2 separate regions of the Capra hircus genome follow, and region 2 is linked to region 1. A link is a contact called in public Hi-C data. All regions are on one chromosome and are shown on one strand. The core of a region is the stretch at or near the end of the contact, and the rest is flanking DNA. Distances in the headings are between cores, read along the strand shown. Region 1 holds the start of PPID (peptidyl-prolyl cis-trans isomerase D). Region 2 overlaps RAPGEF2 (rap guanine nucleotide exchange factor 2).

Evidence for each region. Hi-C and Micro-C count contacts between places; a contact is called where the count stands out from the background.
Region 2: a Hi-C map of blood shows a contact between it and region 1, with 4 times the contacts expected there. The contact joins the enhancer-like site here to the promoter of PPID in region 1. A contact is called at or near these places in 3 of 5 Hi-C or Micro-C datasets (blood and liver).

What each region holds. Positions count from the first base shown.
Region 1 is chr17:30,789,666-30,795,299 of ARS1.2, reverse strand. PPID (peptidyl-prolyl cis-trans isomerase D) reads left to right here and starts at 1,954. Exons shown (of 10, transcript XM_018061485.1): 1 at 1,954-2,169; 2 at 4,027-4,167. The coding sequence starts at 2,085.
Region 2 is chr17:31,237,941-31,243,414 of ARS1.2, reverse strand. All of the region lies in intron 1 of RAPGEF2 (rap guanine nucleotide exchange factor 2), which reads right to left. Among named protein-coding and RNA genes, the nearest start is that of RAPGEF2, 71 kb to the right of the region's middle. Within about 2 kb of position 2,739, at least 2 of the 5 cell types and tissues checked have an H3K27ac peak or open chromatin away from gene starts, as enhancers often do.

The sequences.
Region 1 (5,634 bases), core at 705-3,204:
CACCCAGAAACCTGTATAACAGAAAGAATCATGTTGCATTTTCCGACAATGCAGAGGCATCCTCAAAGCAATTTGCATCTTTCATTTTGAAGTATTATTCAAAATTGATATTAGTAAGATATTAGTAATTGCTCTAATATAGTATTTAGTAATATTAACGTTGATATTAGTAATTATAATAATGTGAAAGTGAAGTTGCTCAGTCGTGTCTGACTCTGCGACCCCATGGACTGTAGCCTATCAGGCTCCTCCGTCCATGGGATTTTCCAGGCAAGAGTGCTGGAGTGGATTGCCATTTCCTTCTCCAGGGGATCTTCCCGACACAGGAATTGAACCCGGGTCTCCTGCATTGCAGGCAGCTGCTTTACTGTGGGAGCCATCAGGGAAGCCCAATTATAATAAAGTATTAGCTATTTACGGTTAATCATTGCTTACACTTGAGTACTTACTATGTGTCTGAAACTAAAACACCTTAAATAACTTATTTACTCCTCATAAAAACTTAAAAAATACGTATTATCTTAACTTACATATAAGGAAACTAAGACACAGAGAAGCTAAGTAACTTCAAAAATCACAAACTGCTATTAGAGATTCAACCCCAAAGTCTGATAGCCAAGTAGAAGTGCTTAGCTATGCTGCCTAGTTAATGATAATCAACCATAATAACAGAAGATTATAGTGCTTAAAAGACTACTTTTGGAATAAACTAAAAGCTGATTTTAAGCTCGTAGATCAGAACAAAAATTTTTACTTAATCATTTGATATTTTTGAGAAAAAGTCTAAGCTACCAATTTGTAGTTCTGAAATGAGACTGGTTTAAGGAATAATTTATTTTGACTCTTATCAAGCGGCCTTAGAGGTTATGTGCTAAGTAATTTCTTCTGGATCTTCGGGGAACCACAACGGATAAACACCATGAAACTGAAGGCCACCAATGCATAAAAGAGTAACATTTTACATTAACTTTAATGTGCCGGAGTTTGAAAGGATCAGCACGAGGAGCTGATACAGGAACTCTTCTCGCATTGTACATAAAGGCATATGAAAATGAAATTTCTTGACATTTTCATATAAACATTCTCAGGGCCTGACACTGTGAGAAGTGTTGAGGTTAGAAAAAAGAACACCAAATTCCTGTCTTCGTGGAGTTTAACGGCAGAAGATAGACGAATAGGTCAATAAACAATTAGAATATTATGAAGTGGTAAGGACCATAGCACCACTCTTCTCCAGAATTGAGCTTTATCAAGAAGTAAGTGTGCGGGAGTTCACTCTTCTCCAGAATTAAGCTTTATCAAGAAGTAAGTGTGCTGGAGTTGGTGATGGACAGGAAGGCCTGGCGTGCTGCGATTCATGGGGTCGCAGAGTCGGACACGACTGAGCGACTGAACTGAACTGAACTGAAGTGTGCGGTCATGCAGCGAAATCAGAAACTTGAATACAGCTCCTCAGGGAAAGCGGGCACCCTACAAGGCAGCTGAACCAGGAATCTTCGGCCTGGCCTCCTGCCACCGCTCACATGGCCAAGTAAGAGAATCGATTTACAACACGGCCGCCACCGCACAGGGATCAGCGACTCGCCGCGGCTTGCTGCGCCGCCAGGCGGGTGCTGAGGGCCATCGTCTCCACCCTCTGACGACCCCCAACGTGAGCGTTTCCAGCCCCGTTTCCCAGACACACGCATTTTTCGACAGCCGGCCCCTAGCCTGACAGCTAAGCCCCGAGGTGGAACGGGGTGACAGCCTGACAACGCTCTCCCAAAACACTAGCGAGAGGAATAAAAACAACTGGGCCTACAGCTTCAGTGCACCAGAAAAGAGGAGAAACCCGGCTGAGAAAGCGCAGAGCCGACCACTAGAGCTCAGGCACCAGCGGACTCCAAGGCCAGCGAAGCCGGAAGTCGGGCCGCGCCGCAGGAAGTTGAGAGGCGGCGCCGGAAGATCAGCCGTGTCCTCCGTACCCCAGCCGGAAGCAGCTCACCAGCGCCGCCGTTCTTCGCGGGCCTTGTGACTTTAGGGTTCCAGCTTCACGGAGACCACGCGGTGTTAAGAGGTGGTCGTACACGCGCCCTAAAGCCACAATGTCGTATCCATCCCCCCAGGCTAAGCCTTCCAACCCCAGTAACCCTCGAGTCTTCTTCGACGTGGACATCGGAGGGGAGCGAGGTGAGGAGGCGGGGCGCCCGGGGTCGGGGGCCCCTGAGGCTGGAGCGCTGCTCGGGCAGGGGGCTGGTCTGAGGTGGGGCCGGCTGCCCACACTGGGACCTGCACTGGTCCAGGCCTCTGGGCTGGGTTGCGCCCGCGACCTTGTACCGGTGCCGTGGGGCGTGGAGAAGTTTCTGGAAATTTCTGTTCGAGGAATGCTGGAAGCTTTTGGGTTTATCTGTCCCGACTTGGCCGCACCTGCCCGCCACCTAGCACCGTGAAGTTAGCACAAAACGAGATGATTTTGTTTGTAGGGCGAAAACCTGCTTTGAAAACCCCAGGTTAAGCGTCTGGTGGGCTCCCGTCACCCTGTGTCTTTCGCCACGTGATGTATGTCAGCAGTTGCCATGTTATCTATAAATTAAACCGACTTTTGCGTGTTTTCCTTTTTTCTTTTTTACTACTGATTCTTCTTTACTACTGATGCATTCAGATTGGTGGACATTTTCTCCGTTTTGGCGTGGGGAAAATGAGATCTGTGTGGCGGTGTGGTTGCCTAGGCTACAGTAGCAGCTTGCAGGCGCCTCAGGTCTTGTGAATTCTCACATTGCTTTGTAGCTTAATTGCTCCTGTTCTGGAACACGTTACAACTGCTTTAAAGGAAAAAACTCTGTCCCTTAAGCCTGGGACAGAGTATCTCAGCTCTGTTCAAAGAGATGAGGAAGGAGTCAAGGTATATAGGAGTTTTTGCAACAAAGACCTCGTGGTCGGAACATCGAAAAAAGATTACTGTTTATTAAAGAAAACCAGGTGTCTCTAGTTAAGGAGTGTAGGGCTTTTCTCTGTATGGGAAGATGTAAGAATCTGGGCTCACTGCAATCATTCATTTGATGTGCATCTCAGCTGTCTGGGGCCAGTATCCTGTGTTTTCCCATCCTTAGTCTCCTCAGGGTACACTGTTCAGGGTGGCTGCAGCAACTGACTGCTAGGTGGACTTGGAAATGGGCAGCCTGTTTGTCTCCATACTGAGTTCCCTCCGGGCTCTTCGGCTGCGTCAGGTCAGCATAATGTGATGGCTTAATGGCTGCAACAGTCTTTGTTTACTGAGAAGGCAGGCAAACACACGCAGGGAGACTTAGGTGTGTGTTCATTTTGTTTTGAAATTTAGTGCTGGGTTTATTGCCTGCATTAGGAATTGTCTAGAATGGCAACTTTTTCAGGTTTTGCTGCAGAGGCAGCACTAGGCAGGTTCCACAGAGCACAGAGACCACAGCTGCACTTAAAACTTGGCCAGCCTGACCACTCAGAGGATATTGTATTTTCTTCTATTGGTCATTTGGTGATTTAAAATTATGCGCACATGTCAGAGAAAATCAATCAAATGATGGTGTCCTTTGTTGTTGTTCTGTCACTAAGTCTTGTCTGACTTTGTGACCCTCTGAACTGCAGCATGCCAGGTTTCCCTGTCCTTCATTATCTTCCGGAGTTTGCTCAAACTCATGTCCATTGAGTCAGTGAACCCTGAATATTCAGTGGAAGGATTGATGCTGAAGATCCAATACTTTGGCCACCTGGTGCGAAGAGCCGACTCATTGGAAAAGACCCTGATGCTGGGAAAGGTTGAGGGCAGGTGGAGAAGGGGCCGACAGAGGATGATGGTGTCCTTATATGCTGCTGATCTTCTGGCTACTGTTTATGATCTTTTGTAAGATGTAGTAAAGTAGTTGTTTTAAAGTCATCTGGATACATGATACTCAATTTAGGTAGACTGAATTAGAATATTAGAAAAATGACCAAAAAAAGAAAACTTGGTATTTTTCAGTCACCATAATTTTACCATTGTTTTGCATACTGACACAATTTTATTTTTTCTTTCAGTTGGTCGAATTGTCTTAGAATTGTTTGCAGATATTGTACCCAAAACTGCAGAAAATTTTCGTGCATTATGTACAGGAGAAAAAGGCATTGGACCCACCACTGGGAAACCTCTCCATTTCAAAGGATGTCCTTTCCATAGAAGTATGTATACATTTTGTGAATCTGATTCTTCTTAGAAGTCATGAATCCTGTTCCTTAGGGAGTTAGGGAAGAAAACACTAAGGAGAGGGTGAGAGTTAAAAATTACTATTAGTTTCAAAAGGATGCTTTAACATCTGAGACTATAGCTCAGTTTCATAGATGTTGGGCTGTGAAAGGTGGAAGTAATTATGGCAGGGTCCTAAGGTTTATTTATTGAGAAATGGGTTACCCTTGTTTCACCAGGATGTGGCCATGATAAACAAATAGAGCTTGGGTAGCTTGACTGCCTGGTGACACAAAGTTATGCCTACTTCTTGGGCAGGATTGCTTGGGAAGACTACAGCTGACTTAAAGATTCCATATTTTGGATCCCTGGTGTGACATGTGATGACTAGGTGACCTTTCACTGTGTTGTCATACTTTAGTGATGATTTGCTGGTACTCCCCATGGAGTAGCTCCATATTTGAGGAACTGCATCTTCTCACCATTTTGTCCTCAGCATCTAGTATCGTTACTGAGTAGGCACTTAATATTTATTTAATGAATAAACAAGTTAATTTGTAGTTACATAAGTATTTAAAGAAACTTGATTAAGAAAAAATTAACATTGATTTTAGATTACTTAAACTGTAGATTTACTTTCATGTTTAATAAACTATCAAAATACAAGCATGTGTGTTTGTGCTTAGTCAGATCCAACTCTGCGACCCCATGGACTGTGGCCCACTAGGCTCCCCTGTCCATGGAATATTCCAAGCAAGAATACTGGAGTGGGTTACCATTTCCTTCTGCAGAGGATCTTTCCAACCCAGGAATTGAACCTCCATCTCCTGTGTTTCCTCCTTGGCAGGTGGATTCTTTACCACTAGCGCCACTTGGGACGTCCCAAATATAAGCATACCAGGGAGAGGTTTGGTTCCAGACTACTGCAATAAAGTGAATGTTGTAAGAGAGCAAGTTACAAAGTTCCAGTTTCCTAGTGCATATAAAAGTTATATGTGCAGGATACTATAGTCTATTAAAGTGCACAGTAGCATTGTATCTGGAGAAAAATACATATCTTAACTAATACTTTATTGCTAAAAAAAACGCCAGAACAATTACAGTAGTAACATCAAAAATCACTGGTTACAGATCACTGTAGTAAATAATAATGAAAAAGTTAGAAATATTGTAAGAATTACCAAAATGTGACAGAGACATGAAGTGAGCACATGCTGTTGGAAAAATGGCACTGATGGACTTGCTGATGCAGAATTGCTGCAAACCTTCAAGTTAAAAAACAAAACCCACAGTATCTGCAAAGCACAGTAAATCAAGGAGTTGCCTGTATTCTAAAAAAGTGTCTGTGGACAAGAGTTCACATTGCAAACCTGAGACTGCTGTCATAAATCTACTTGCAAGGGTGGAATTGCCTGAAGTCAGAGCACTTTGCCATTCTCTGAATCGTAAGGTGGCTAACTCTG
Region 2 (5,474 bases), core at 1,490-3,989, 450 kb before region 1:
CAGGAGTAACCGAGACAAAGGGCAGGGGGAACGCTGTTCTCAGCCCCAGTATCCAGACAAGCTGAGGCAATTCTCCATGTGGCCACCAGGGGGCAGAGAGGACTAGCTGTCCTCCAAGGGCTTACACACCTAAGTAGGACATGGATCTTTACATCATCCCTTAGGGTTGTGCAGAGACCACGACCATCCTTTCTCCTCTGTCCCTAAAGAGAGGGCATGGGGGATGGGAGACAGGTCCACCAGCACTCTTGATAAAATCATTTCATTTCTATCATCCCCAGGAGGAAAAAGTCATATTTTAAACCTCTACTCCACCCCCACCCCTCACAACTTGGTAAAGCACCAGAGCCTTTAAAACAAAAATATTCCATACTGTGATAACTGCTGTCATCACATACTTCAGGGAAATGTTACAGAAAAATCCATGGTGGATTGTTATGATTTTGAGTAAAACTTTTTTTTGACTGTGTTATAATCAGTTTTTTGGACTTCCCTGGTGGCTCAGACGGTAAAGCGTCTGCCTGCAATGCGGGAGACCTAGGTTCGATCCCTGGGTCAGGAAGATCCCCTGGAGAAGGAAATGGCAACCCACTCCAGTACTCTTGCCTGGAAAATCCCATGGACGGATGATCCTGGTAGGCTACAGTGCATAGGGTCGCAAAGAGTCGGACACAACTGAGTGACTTCACTTTCACTTAATCAGTTTATTAATTGTGTACAGTATTGTAAAATACTTGTAAAATAGCAATAGGAGAAACTGTGAGAGGATATATGAGAACTCTTTGTACCAGCCTCTCAACTTTTCTGTAAACCTAAAACTGCTCTAAAAATAAAGTACTTTTAATTAATTTTTATTGGAGTATAGTTGATTTATAAGGTTGTGTTAGTTTCTGCTATACGGCAAAGTGATTCAGTAAACTTTGTTCTTAAACAGAAATTTCAACCTAAATCTTATGAAGGCTGTTTCTGAGTTTACTATAACTTACACCCAAAAGGAAGACCATGCCCCAGAGCTGCGATTTCATTCAAATTCACAAGTCAAAACGCAGGAAAATCTGTGATTATATTCCAGTCATCTACAGCTCAGTCTGGAGGCATTTCTTCAGCCCTGGACTCTCGAGCAACTGCATCTTTTTAAGGCAGATAAGGAATTCTAGAAGTAAAAGATACTGATTTAAGTTATTATGTTTGTCCAAAACTACCTTAAGGTTCCTTAGAGCTTTAAAAAAAAAACAGTTTTTGAATAGTTCCTAAACTTCAGACAGAAGTAATTCTAAGGCAATTACCTTATGAATTAACCATGAAAATTACAAGAGACCTCAGAGTTAGGCAGAGCACACCCTTGCCCCATGCCTCCTGCGCTTCCAGGTGGCAGGGAGCCTGAAGTGTCACATTCCAGGGGAGATGAGCTGAAGAAGGCAGAAAAGTACTTCCTAAATTCTAAGAAGCAGTGGAAGTACCACATCATCCTCAAAGTTTATCTCTTATTGAAGAAAACGTAAGAGTTAAATGATTCAGCAGCAACCGCCACCCCACGGTAGGTTTTATGCTCCTAAAGGAGAAGTGTTACGTTTAGCAAGTTAGACATCCATCACACGCTGCGTCCATTGCCCTGTCCCAGGGGAAAACAGCCATGGAAGCAAGTATTGTTTCTGAGGATTAAAATTTCTCACTGTGTGTGTGTGTGTGTGTGTGTGTGTCAGTCAGTCAGTCGTGTCCAATTCTTTGTGATCATACAGACTGTAGCTCACCAGGCTCCTCTGGTCATGGGATTCTCCAGGCAAGAATACCAGAGTGGGTTGCCATTCCCTTCTCCAGGGAATCTTCCAAACCCAGGGATCAAACCCAGGTCTCCTGAATTGCAGGTGGATTCTTTACCATCTGAGCCACCAGGAAAGCCCAAAATTCCTCATTAGAAAAATCAACAATTGTAACTAAAAACTCATCCTGGGGACAGATAAGAAAAATATCAAGTGGCTAAATCACAGAGTCACTATGAGCTTCAGAGTTGATATCTCCCCTTCAGAACAATGCCCACGACCAAGCCGACAGCTCCCCAGAATTCACATCTCTCAGGCAGCGAGAACAAACATCAAAACAGATCTTTTGAAGTAACTCTCTCATTTTAATCTCTCAGACTGCCAAATACGTAGTCAAATGTTAACTGCCCATGTATAGAGATTAACACACTAGAAAATGATTTGCCATGAACTGAATGCCAGCCTGGCTTTTGTTCTCTGTGAATAGGTGAGCAGGTAGTGAATGAGCACATTTTAAGTTACCATTTAAAATTCTGATTAAGTACAACTGAAAAGGTAAAGCAGCTGTACACACACATGCACACAATGCCCCCAACTCATAGAAAATGATTCCTGGACCATCTTCCATTTCTTTTTTTTAAAAAAAGGAGCTACACATGCCCCCTGTGCCCAGTTCTCCTCTAAGGACACAGTTAAAACCTTGGGCCCGGGATGGCACTCTTTCCCAGGGATGGTCTGGCTCTGATTAAGCCCTGCAGAAGCCGAGCTGGTGTTGGGTGGGGCGAGCTGGTGTTGGGGGGGGGGGGGGGGCACAGCCCACTGAAAACCTGGCAACAGGGGCCAGAGCTGCAGAACCACCCTCAGGACACCTCCAGGTCCAAAGACAACCTAACTGCAGACGACCAGGCCAATGTCAGCATCCCCACTGCGGCGGGTTCACACAGTCCTGGGAAAACAAAAGCCAAGCGGAACAGGTCACCGAGGACACACAGGCTCTCCGCAGAAAGGAAGCGCTTCCGAATGAAAGCAGGTTTTAAATATAGAAAACCTCATTGCTGCCATTTTTCTAGGACAAAAGACAAAAATAATTGGACATCTGTTTTTCCCATCTTGAATGTTTTACCGAGGAGTCAACCACCAAGAGTATTACTTATTCTCAAACTTCTCTGTTTCTCAAGAGGACAGGACAAGCACATAAAAACATTCTGCGGACACGGTTAAAGCTTTCCAACTCTGTTCATCAGAAATGAACTAAATGCTCGAGGCATGTTAGGTGCCGTTCAAAACTGATCTCTTTCAGATCTGTCCATATGAGATGAAGTGGCTGGGCGAGGGTAAGTTTAACCATCCCATCAGATGAACACTAGGGGCAGGGGGCAAGGGGGGGCACAGTTACAAAAAAGGAAGTGTATTACTAGACTGCAGAGAAGACATAAGGACTAGTAAACATACATATAAAACACTGATAATGGAGTGCTCCTTTAGAAAGAACCACAGTCGTAATTTCTGAAGCATCCTGCCTCTCGATGATGTTTCAAACTCTCCTTGGACACTAACGTCTAACATCTTTATCTTACATCTGTCCTACCTCCCACACCTGTACAGGGGGTACCACCCACCCCTGACAGCTTAAATCTGCGGATGTGTCCACTTGATCTGTATGATGGGCTCCATCACATTCAAAATTAAGTAGCATAAATCAAGAGACCTTTGGCCATCACAACAGCAATGCATGCTTGCTCGCTCTTAAACACACACACACACACACACACACACACACACACACACACACACACACACACACACACACACACACACACACACACACACACACACACGGAACCCTTTGGGCATCATTATCAAGACGCTCCAGAAACCAGAAGGAGGCAAAGAGCCCTTGGTGAATTCAGTTACCACTTAGGAGCCATCACAGCCAGAAGGGGAATGAGAAGGAAGGCAAAAGGGGCCCTCACCCCCACATTTCCTAAACTACGTTCATAACCCAGAATGCCTGGCGCTGAGATCAAAGCAACAAAGGGGAGATGGGTTTGCTGACCAGCTACTTCATCCCAGAACTAGAACATCCCCGTAGAAAGAAGGAAATGGAGGCTGTGAAACTTCCTTTTCCAGGTAAAGGACAAATTGCAAAGAGGCCCAGTGAAGGGGTTCCAAACATAGGTCCACAGCAAAGTTTTCACCAGCATTTGGCAAAGCAAAAGAACAAAGATGCTGCGTGAGATTCTTGATGAACCGAAGGAACTTAGCTTACAGAGCTCAGTGGTCTAGTGGTTAAAAACTCACCCTGCAACTCAGGGGATGCAGATTTGATCCCTGGCCGGGGAACTAAGATCCCACATGCCGTGGAGCAACTAAGCCCACATGCCAAAACCAGAATCCGTGTGCCACAAGGAAAAGGGCCTGCGTGATGCCACGGGGGTCCTGTGTGCCCCAACTAAGACCCGACCAACACAGCCAAGTAAATGAATACAATATAATTTCAAAAAAATAAAGAGCTTGACTTTTTGGGAAGATCATACCTTTTTTTTTTTTTTTTGCTTTTATAATGTCATCCTTTGAAATCATATTGATACGAGATGATATAACTCATTGCTTTGTCTAGTATCACCAGTAGAAGAAATTTTCTATAATTGCCCACATTATGTTGGCACGTCAATTTCTGAGTGGTGGTCAGGAAGATCAAGGGTCTGACTCATGAAATCCAAGAACCTGGGGCACCCACCTAAAAGCCTGCTAAATATGGGGATCAGAAGTGACTACAAAGTCCCCAAATTATTCATTTCTTCCAGCTCTCATTCTCAAGACTTTCCAGAGAAAAAGCACTCTAGGCATTTTGACCCTCCCCCAAAGAGACCCTCTCTCTAATACATTTTTATTAAAGAAATCTCTTAACATTATAATCTTCTGGTGGAATACTGGGCCTTCAAACAGAATGGAAAATTTGCAGAAAACATGGCAAGATGCTCTGGGCAGGGCAAAGGTTGTGGTGAGCCTGCGGGCACCTCTCCCCTGGCTTGGCTGAGTGACTGGTCTGAGCCCGCTGCCCAGCCCTGGCCTGGCTCTGCACCCTCAGCAGCCACTCAGCCTCCCTGGCTGTTTGCTCACCTGCAAGGTGGAGATGGTTACAGTATCTGAATGAAGATTTCTGCAAGGTGCTGAGGGCAGCACCCTGCATAGAACAGGCACCTTTCTGAGCACTGGCTACGATTTTTATTACTCCATTTTGAAGGGCAATGATGGAAATCTTAAGACAGTCCGGTGCCACAGAGTGGAGGAGGCAAGCTGCAGAGACCTCTGAAGGACATGGTTGGAACAGCTCTGGAGTTTTTCCTTTCTGTTTCCTCCGGGAATTTCTCATTTCAGAGTAAAACACAATGCTGCAAGTTCAATGATACAGAGCTTAAGAAGCAGCGAATGACTGGACTTGAAAATAAAGAATCCTAAACACAATTTGTATTTTTCCTAACACCAATGATGACTTCTATTTAGTTCCAGGTTTCAACAGAGACTAGGGGGAGAGACGATCCTAAAATCTGGTTTGTTTAGATGTTTCCCCTCCCCGGCTCACAGGCAAGCCAAGGCATGGAAGACCCGCTCTGCACAACCCTGACTGGGTGCCGACCTGGAGATGCGAAGATGGTACCATACAACCCTGGTCCTCAAAGACACACTTGTCCATACAGAACAGATGACTGC